2 separate regions of the Gossypium hirsutum genome follow, and region 1 is linked to region 2. A link is a contact called in public Hi-C data. All regions are on one chromosome and are shown on one strand. Each heading gives the region's core, a stretch centred on a gene start, on an enhancer-like site or on the middle of the called end of the contact. The rest is flanking DNA. Distances are from core to core; before and after follow the strand shown. Region 1 overlaps LOC107904395 (ABSCISIC ACID-INSENSITIVE 5-like protein 2). Region 2 overlaps LOC121217931 (a long non-coding RNA gene).

Region 1 (4,878 bases), core at 65-2,564, 280 kb after region 2:
CAACTTTCCATTGTTTTTTTAAGAAGTACCTGTATTTGTTGCATATTCCGACATGGTTGTGGAGATATGATCCTCCATAGACTCTCTAAGCACATGGAAATGTTGAGAGAAATTAAGAAATCCTGTCTCAGGATACATACCCCTCCCTTACACTCACACTCAAGTCCGAGTAGCATAGAACTTAAGATCCTTGATTTACTGTGAGAAGTACAAGAAACAACTGGAGACGGTATTTGTTTCCTTGTTTTTGTGTTTCCGGCCCTCAATCTCAACTCCTTAATATTTTTTCTCATTCAATTCAGCCTGAAAATGATACCGCACATATTACAACTGCATTTGCTTCTGCATGTAGTTGTCATTCATGGTTTCATACATGAAAATTTTTACAAGTTTCATTCATCACTACTGCATACGATTTGTTTTCATTCTTGGTTCTGGGATTTTATATTCTCAGGAGCTAGAGAAGCTGCTGCCGTCCGCACCTCCTCCCGAGCCAAAATATCAGCTTCGTAGAACATCATCGGCCCCGTTCTAACAATCCCGTAGCAGTTAGTGTGAAAGTTTTGCATATACAAACCAGCTTCTGGCATCTGTTTCTGGTTTCAATTTAGGCATAAGGTTAAAGTCAATGCATCTTCCAGAGGCAGCCATTGTTTCATTTGCCGGTAATGGCTGCTTCCTTCTTGTAAGAGTTTTTTTTCCCCCTTCATGTATTTACTTTTTTACTATGAAATTAATTCAACTGGTAAGCTTTGTCCCTAAATGTGTAGTTGTGCGCCTTTTTTTTTTTTAATTTCCTTTTGAAATTAAATGTGTAGTTTTGTCCCTAAAGGTACAACATATAATCATAAATAAAGACCAAGAGCCAAACCCATGTAGCAGGTGGCCACGACCAGCCCCCAAATCACCAGGAAGCAAATGAGATCCCACCAGGGCCTCCTCTAAGAATGGCAGCTTTTGCCAATTTATCTGCACTCCCATTAGCCTCCCTCTTAATGTAAATGATTTCCCGGTAAAATTTCAGTCAGAATGGTAATTGTTAAATTCATTAAGTTTTATTATTTTCAAAATTTGATGCACCAAATATATTATCATGTGTAATGTCATATTAGCTTATTATTTTTACATTACTCATGAAAAATCCAATTAAATGATTAATGATGATCATATACATCAAGATTTTCGGATGATCCAATAACTTTTGCAAAAAGTAGTAGAATTGAACCTTTAATAATCATTCTCAATAATCAGTCTAGCACCACTAGCCCGTTTAGAAGCAACGAAGATATCCAAAGCTTCCTTTAACAGCTTGCAACTCAGAGTTCAGAAATCAAGGGGTCGCAAACACCAATCACAATAGAGAAAGTAAAAAGGGTAGTACCATTATGATCACATAAAATCCCTGAAGACCAGCTGGTTCAGGATTAACTCTAACCGGGTCAACACTAAATTTCAAAGTCCATAGAGCGGACGACGTCCAAATGGAAGATAGAGACCGCCTTGTCGACTTGAGCATCCCACGAAATTTATGGCATAAAAGGAAATCATCCAAGGAAAGAATGGCTTTAGGCCATTTTGCGTTACTCCACCATACTATTCTCATCAAAGTAAGGTCGAATAAACAGTTAATATCAACGACCCTCCCCTTGGAAACAAATTCATTCCAAAAAAAGACAAATAAACCAAGAGATCGTTAAAAAATGCCACCTCCCATACCTTAGCCCATCTGCTCAACCTACCAGCTTGGACTCAAGCTTCAAGGAACAGCCGACCGTTACAGGGGAGGGCCCAATTGACATTCCAAAGGGCCACCCATCGCTGCAAAATTCACCTCGAGATCTCACAATTAAAGCAGAGATGGACAACCGACTTAAGCGCAAGATGGCATAAACTACAAATGATCATTGCATCAGAAACAACCACACATTTAGCGAATTCCACTTTTGTAGGGAAAAGAATTCAATCTTAGGAGGGGTAAGACCAAACTACACCTTCCTCCAAGCAGTACAAGATACCATCACCTTTGAACACACCAACCTGCAATAATCTTTAGACGAATAAATTCCTATTGATGAATCGTACCACCTGATGCAATCAGCTTGCATGGACCCAAAATTGTACCCTTCTAACTAGAGCTTTAAGGCTTCCCACTGATTTAATTCCCAATCATAGGGAGTTCTTCTCAAACAAATGCCCTACTTCCAGCTTCCATTCTCCTACCTTCCTAACTCACAAACTTTTCCCACCTTATTAGACACCAAAGCGAAAATCCTAGGCAAAGACTTAAAAAAAAGCTTCGGTGTGCTGGTAATTTAACAAACAGATTATAAGAGGAAAGCAAGGCTAAGGGAAAAATCAACACACAATATTTGGTAACGCAATTCGAATTCGTCAATCCTACCCTACGGAACCTCGCTAATAATTTTATTTAACTATTGTCCGGATCACCTATTGACTAAAGTTCAATCTACACTTACAACAATGATAATTATAGCCCAACGAGTTAAAGTTTACACTCCAAGAAATACCTAAAAAAAAGAGTGCAAAATTACATAGCAAAAAGTAACAACTACTACAGCTTCTCCAAGTAACTTGAAAAGATAAATCAACATTTAAAATAAAGAAATTATCCACACAAAAATCCCCTCTTTAAATTTTGAATTAATGCTTCCTCTCCAAGTAAATTCAAAGAGGCTTCAACACCAAGTAAGACCAAGTCATCAAGTAAAAGGATAAGGTTTGCTTTGAATCAATCTCTTCTCTTTCTTCTCCCATTTGAAAATTAAGCTCCCAATAAAAAACCAAAGTTCATTTGTTGATAGGAAGTTAACCAAAATTATCCAAGTAAAAAATGCCAACAAACTTACAGTACTTTATTTGTCCCAACTTGCTGTCCCAAGTGATATCCTACCTTATTGTCTTAAGTGTTGTTCGAACAAGAAATGGAACAATGACACCCCAGATAGTTAAAGTCCCAACAATCTCCCCTTTAACATTTTAACATAACATTTCAACAAATGATTAGACAATAGTCATCGATAACAAAATGAGTCTCCCCTTTTCGACATGCATCATATTATCCCCTTTTCAACAATGCTCACAAATGGGTTTGTCTACATTTCGAACACTAGTGACACTCGCTACTGATGTAGCTTGAGTCTTCGGGTAATTTTTTCTAGACACATATTTTCTCGAATTTCCGGTAGTGGTACAGGCTGGCTTCTGAAATCCCTCATTCTTTTAGATGGGGGAGTCAAAAAAAAAGTTCTAGCCATGTTAAGCTTCCCGGTATCCTCACTTTTATCCTTAGCACATTTCTTATTGTTCCAAATTTATTCCATTTTCTGGGCACGTTCGAATAATACCACAAACTCTTTTATTTCCAATGCACCCACTATCGTTCGTATGTCTTCGTTTAAACCCTATTCGAATCGAGTACACATCTCAGCCTCTGAAGGTATAAATTCTCAAGCATATTTACTCAAGCAAAATGAGTTTACACTCATATTCCACATCTGACATATTTTCATGTTTCAAATCCATAAATTCTCGTTTCTTCTTCTCTAGATACATTTTATTGATATATTTCTTCTTAAATTCAATTTGAAAGAAATCTCATGTTACTCTGTCTCTCGAGACCACAAATGTCAAAGTAATTCACCATTGGTACGCTTCTTCTTTCAACAGAGATATAACACATTTTAGACTATCATTGGAAGAACAAGCTATTCATCAAGAACTCGTTGAGTTTTTTCCAGCTAGTATTCAGCTTTCACTGGATCATCATTATATAGATCTCAAAATTCTTCTACCCCACACTTGTGAATCTTATCTATCGGGGGTCGATTAATAATTATCAGACTTGAACTTTAAGGACAACAGGGTGCCGAGGGAGGCAAACGAAGGGGCAGAGGTTGCGGAGCTGCAAGGTTAGCTCACATAAACTGTGCAAATCATTCATTCATCATTTGAAAGAAAACACCACAGTCCTTACTTCTAGGTATTTAGGATACGGGTATGCTATGAATTGCTCCCTGTTTGAAAGTCGAAACATTACTATCTACCTCATTTGGTACGACACAGTTAGACTCGACCGACATTGTATATCTATACGAAAAACAAAATCAGATTGGATAAAAATCATCACACTGTCATATGTTCTTGTGGCATATATTTTTTAGACTCGACACGTGCTACATTCAGCCTGAGAATCAACTAAATCATAGCTCTGATACCACTAAATGTAACACCCCTAGCTCGCCCTATTCGCCAAGACTGAGCTACAGAATTTTGCAGAACAAAACGAAACAGTTACAGACCTTTAACGAATAATTCAAATAAAAAATCATTATAAATCATAATATAAGTCATTCAGAGAAAATTTAAACCTTTTTTTAGCTTAATACAAGCTTACGTGAGTTCTAAAGTTGACTTGGGATCAAACAAGGATCAAATTGCAAAGTTTAAAAAATACAGGGCTAACGTTGTGGCGAGGCTCTCCCCATGTTGTGACGTCGCCAAACAGTCGATCACATCATGACGTTGGACCATTTGACATCTAGATGTCACAGACTATTGGCCAACGTTGCGACGAGAGAAGCTCGATGTCGGGACGAGAAACCTATTTTTGGCCAAAAATATGTTCATTTTATGCTTGTTCTAATTCAACTTACCAAATATGCCTATGTATGCTTTTAACAACATTTAAAACATGTTCAAAACATAACAATTTACATGCCTAAACATATCACATGATCATCTAATCAATCCACAAAACCAATATACCACATTTGGCACCAAAATCACAACAATGATACATGAATCAAACCCAACCATTTTACCTATTTATGAAATTCCATATTACTTATTTAAAACAAG
Region 2 (4,506 bases), core at 1,307-3,806:
TAAATACATTTGGTTGTAAATCAAATATTGTGTGGGTATATAAAACTTGGTTATTCTTATTAGGTTAGAGATGCATTTGACAATAAAAAAAAATATTGTGTGGCTATCAAAGATTTTGAAGAGGATAAACAAAATTGAGAATCATCGTGCTAATAAACGTGTTATGAAAAAAATAATAAAAAGAATAAAGAATAAAAGAAATAGACGAAACAAGAGAACTTTGAATTTTATTGATCAATCAGATGTTTATAATGTTTCTCTAAAACCTATATTTATAGACATAAAAACTATACATGGTATAAAACTCTAATTCTAGTAAATGTTAAAATTCTAATGTGTACCAAACATATCTTAATATTAATAGATATTCACTTAATGACAAATTATTCACATATTAGAATAATGGTTTTGTCTTTACTGGTAGACTGTATTTTCTTAAGGCCCATGGTTTTAAAACTATAGTTTTAAGAATACAGTATGAAATAAATACAGCCACGTATGGAACTGTGAATTCTTTTTACAGTTAATTTGGGTTTATGGCAAGTTTTGGTATATATCATCTGACAAAGCAATAAACATTTACATGAAACAGTAAGTAATTTATTTCTAAAATAAATATTTTTATTAATTGTGTATTGCATTTATTTCTAAAATCTTCTTAATGAGGTGTTAAAGGTTTTAAATAAGTTAACATTATCTTATAATGGATTTATACATTAAATATATTAAATGCTAACCATATATGCATATATAATGATTCTTGCTTTAATGATATCCGATTAATATTTACAAGCAAATATAGGTAAATGTCAAAAATTACTAATATATAACTATAGTTAATTTCACAACAATTTACAATGATTTAATATATAATTACATTATTTTTGGGTAAAATATGTTATAATTCTCTATACTTGTTAAAATTTTGAAATTTAATCCTTTTATTTTATTACAAAAAATTTAGCCTTTTTATTTTTTAGATTTTAAAATTCATGTCTAACTGTTGACATTATTATATATATTTATATAATCATTCTTATGAAATATATAGCATTTTATTTTTCAATTTGTTTAATTTTAAACCTCATATATACTCTATATATGAATATTAGCATTTATAAGTAATTTTTTATACAAAGCTCAATTCTTAAAATAAAAGATATTAGTTATTTAAATGTTTTCGAGCTAACTCTGTCTTTTGACATGCTCCCTCTCTGTCTTTTGACGTGTTTTGTTTTGCTCTTGGTAGCACGTTAACTTTATTTTGCCTACAATTTTGTTTTTGATTTTTCTCCAATTTACGTGTTTCTCTGCAGCTTTTCACTATTGGAAGACTCTATGGCAAGTCTTTCTCTAGAGGAGATGGAAGAGGACTTAATTCAGTTAGGGGTTGAATCGGTTGATAATGAAATTTCTTATGTGAATTGTTTTGTTGCAATGTTCTTTACCTCCAGTGTGGTTCATTTTCAAGCGATAAGATCTACTTTGGCCAATGTTTGGCACCCTATTGGTGAAGTCTCTATATCAGATCTTGAGAATGGTCAATTTTTATTTCGTTTTTATTTTCAAGTTGATGTGGATTGGGTGGAGAGGAATGGCTTGTGGAATTTTTAATTCCCATTTGTTGGTTCTTAATTATTCAATACAAGGGGAGAATCCTTTGACTGTTCAGTTAACAGAAGTGAGTTTCTGGATTCTTGTTAATGATATCCCTCATGGTTTCATGTTTGAGGTTGTTGCGAAACAATTGGGGAATTTTGTGGGGACTTTCCTTGAATATGACACTTCGGTAGTTCAATTAGCGTACAGAGGAATAATAAGGTTGAGAGTCCGGTTAGATGTTGGTAGTCCTTCAAAAAGAAAGAAAAAGCTTTTACTCCCAAATGGTACGTCTGTCTACGTTTGTTTTGAATATGAGAAACTCTTTTTTGTTTTATTTGTGAAAAATTAGGGCATGGTGAGAGTTTTTGCCCAATAAGAGCGATTATTCTGAATCAAGAGTATGAGTATAAGTGTATATCTCACTTCGTGCTCAGTCGAAAAGAACTATGGCGTGAAGGAGCCAATTGCTGGTGGAGGATAGTGGCGAAAAAGGCCCAAGTTATGGTAATTCCAAAAATAATAATGGCAGGAGTAACCTAGGGGATCTGCAAGATGGATTCGTAAGCCAAGGAATAACTAAGGGATTTTTTTAAATTTTTCTCTCTCTTCAAAAGGAAAAGTCGAAGTCAAGGAATAACTAAGGGATCTCCTTCTAATTTTTCTCTCTACAAAAGGAAAACTCAAATATTTCCATATTAACTGGGCCTATAGTTAGGAGTGGATTAGGCCATTATTTTAACACAGCTAATAGTAGTTTTGATGGTGAGATGGCAATTCGTGAAGAAGAAAATAGCCCAATGCGTAATTTGGATGGGCTAAAGCGTCCTCAAACCTTTTCATTTGCTTCGGGAGTTTCTGCTAATAAGGATTCAATTGAATTTTTGGGTATTTTGATCAAGTACCTAATCAAATAAGACCGACACGCCTTAACAATGAGGCCACCCAAAAGCAATAAAGCTTCTAAGCTGAATCGTTCGGGGTTTGGAAAGACCCCGAATAGTTTAACGTCTCTGGCATATGCTACGAGACTCTAACCCATCTGTGGTTTTTTTTATTGAAACAAAACTACATGGTTCTAGAATGGAAAAGATCAAGTGTAAGTGTGGTTACATTAATGGAATTGATGTTGACTCGGATGGAAGAAGTGGGGGTTTATCTATGAGGTGGAAAAGTGGTTGCAAGGTGTCGCTTTGAACGTACTCTAGATAACATATTGATATTATGATTGATGAAGATTCGGAGAGGTTGAGATAGAGGTGCACAGGTTTCTACGAAGCTCCGGCAGAAAATGAAATAGAGGCTTCTTGGAATTTTTTTACGGTCTTTCAATGATTGCCTACAAATCTCTTGGGAGTCATCGGGGATTTTAATGAAATAGCTTTCATGTCAGAGAAATAAGGTGGTTTAGTCAGACATGAAAGTCAAATGAGAAAGTTTTGAGAAATGTTATTTGATTGTAATATCTTTGATCTTGGTTACACGGGACAGTGGTTGATTTGGGAGATGGCATGCACCATTTCTAATAGCATAAGTGAATGGTTAGATCGAGCTGTAGCTAATGACGATTGGTGGTCTTTATTTCCAAATTACAAAGTGTCTCATCTATCATACTTCTTTTCAAATCATTATCCTTTACTTCTAAATTCAAAGGTGGAGAGTCTAAGCACTAAAGTGCTTCACTTTCTCTTTGAGGCGGCATGACTTTTGGAGGATACTTGTGAAACAGAGGTAAAGAACTTGTGGGATACTAGTTCAGGCACTCTTCCTACGAGACTTTGCAAGGGTGGGGAAGGGTTGGATAAGTGGTTTGCACGAGTTAAACATGAAATATCCATGTCTAGGAAGGACCTTGAGAGGCAGCTCTAAAGGTTAAATAAGTCAACTCCATTTAATGCAGTTTTGGGGGACATTGTTGATACAAAGCTAGCTTTTAGTATGGAGGCCAATAAGGAGGAGCTGTATTGGGAACAAAGAGTTAGAGCAAGCTGGCTGAAAAATGGTGACCGAAACATGAACCTTTTTCATAAAGCAGCATTTGCTAGGAAGAGAAGGAATACGGTGGATAAGTTGGTAGATACTAATGGGAATATTGATGATAGTAACGAAGGCTTTCTGTCACATGCCACTAGTTATTTTGGTGCCCTATTTTTGTCAACAGGAGTTACAAATGCTGATGCCATACTTGAGAGAGTTGATCCTTGTATTACGGCATCTATGAATGATGATCTCGTAAGGGGTTTTTATTATGAAGAGTTGTGCTTGGCCCTCAAAAATATGAGCCCACTAAAGGCTTCGAGAGAGGACAGTTTGGGTGCGGTGTTTTATCAAAGATTCTGGCACATTATGGGTAATGAGGTTGTGAGCTACTGTATTGAGGTGCAACATAGTGACCACAATATCTTTGAATTAAATTAGACACAAATCATTTTAATTCCAAAGACAGTAATCCTAGCTCTATGGCTCACTTTTGACAAATTAACCTCTGTACTATTTTGTACAAAATTGTTGCAAAAATGCTTAGTCAACAGATTTCAGTCAGCTTTACACTTCTATATCGATGAAGCGCAAAACACTTTTGTGCCTGGTAGACTCATCTTTGATAATATACTAGCCGCATATGGAATTCTTCATTCGATGTGTAAGAGAAGAATGGGGAAATTGGGTTCATTTGCTTTAAAGCTCAACATGAGCAAAACATGTGATAGGGTGGAATGACCTTTTCTTATGATCATGCTTAAAAGAATAGGTTTTTCTGAATATTGAGTTCAAAAAATAATGAGATGTGTTGAATCAATTTCTTATTCAGTGGATTTGAATGGGCAGATTGGCGAAAGGTTTTTTCCAACTTAAGGGCTTAGACAAGGTGACCCACTTATTCCTTATTTATTTCTCATATGCAGCGAG

The links. Hi-C and Micro-C count contacts between places; a contact is called where the count stands out from the background.
Region 1: a Hi-C map of leaf shows a contact between it and region 2, with 2.9 times the contacts expected there. The contact joins two enhancer-like sites. A contact is called at or near these places in 10 of 34 Hi-C or Micro-C datasets (hypocotyl, leaf, petal and 1 more).

Annotation. Positions count from the first base shown.
Region 1 is chrD05:29,755,422-29,760,299 of Gossypium_hirsutum_v2.1, forward strand. LOC107904395 (ABSCISIC ACID-INSENSITIVE 5-like protein 2) reads left to right here. Exons shown (of 5, transcript XR_005914195.1): 4 at 455-665; 5 at 819-1,063. Among protein-coding and RNA genes, the nearest start is that of LOC107904395, 6.8 kb to the left of the region's middle. Within about 2 kb of position 1,315, at least 8 of the 9 cell types and tissues checked have an H3K27ac peak or open chromatin away from gene starts, as enhancers often do.
Region 2 is chrD05:29,477,150-29,481,655 of Gossypium_hirsutum_v2.1, forward strand. All of the region lies in intron 1 of LOC121217931 (a long non-coding RNA gene), which reads right to left. Among protein-coding and RNA genes, the nearest start is that of LOC121217931, 4.5 kb to the right of the region's middle. Within about 2 kb of position 2,557, at least 5 of the 9 cell types and tissues checked have an H3K27ac peak or open chromatin away from gene starts, as enhancers often do.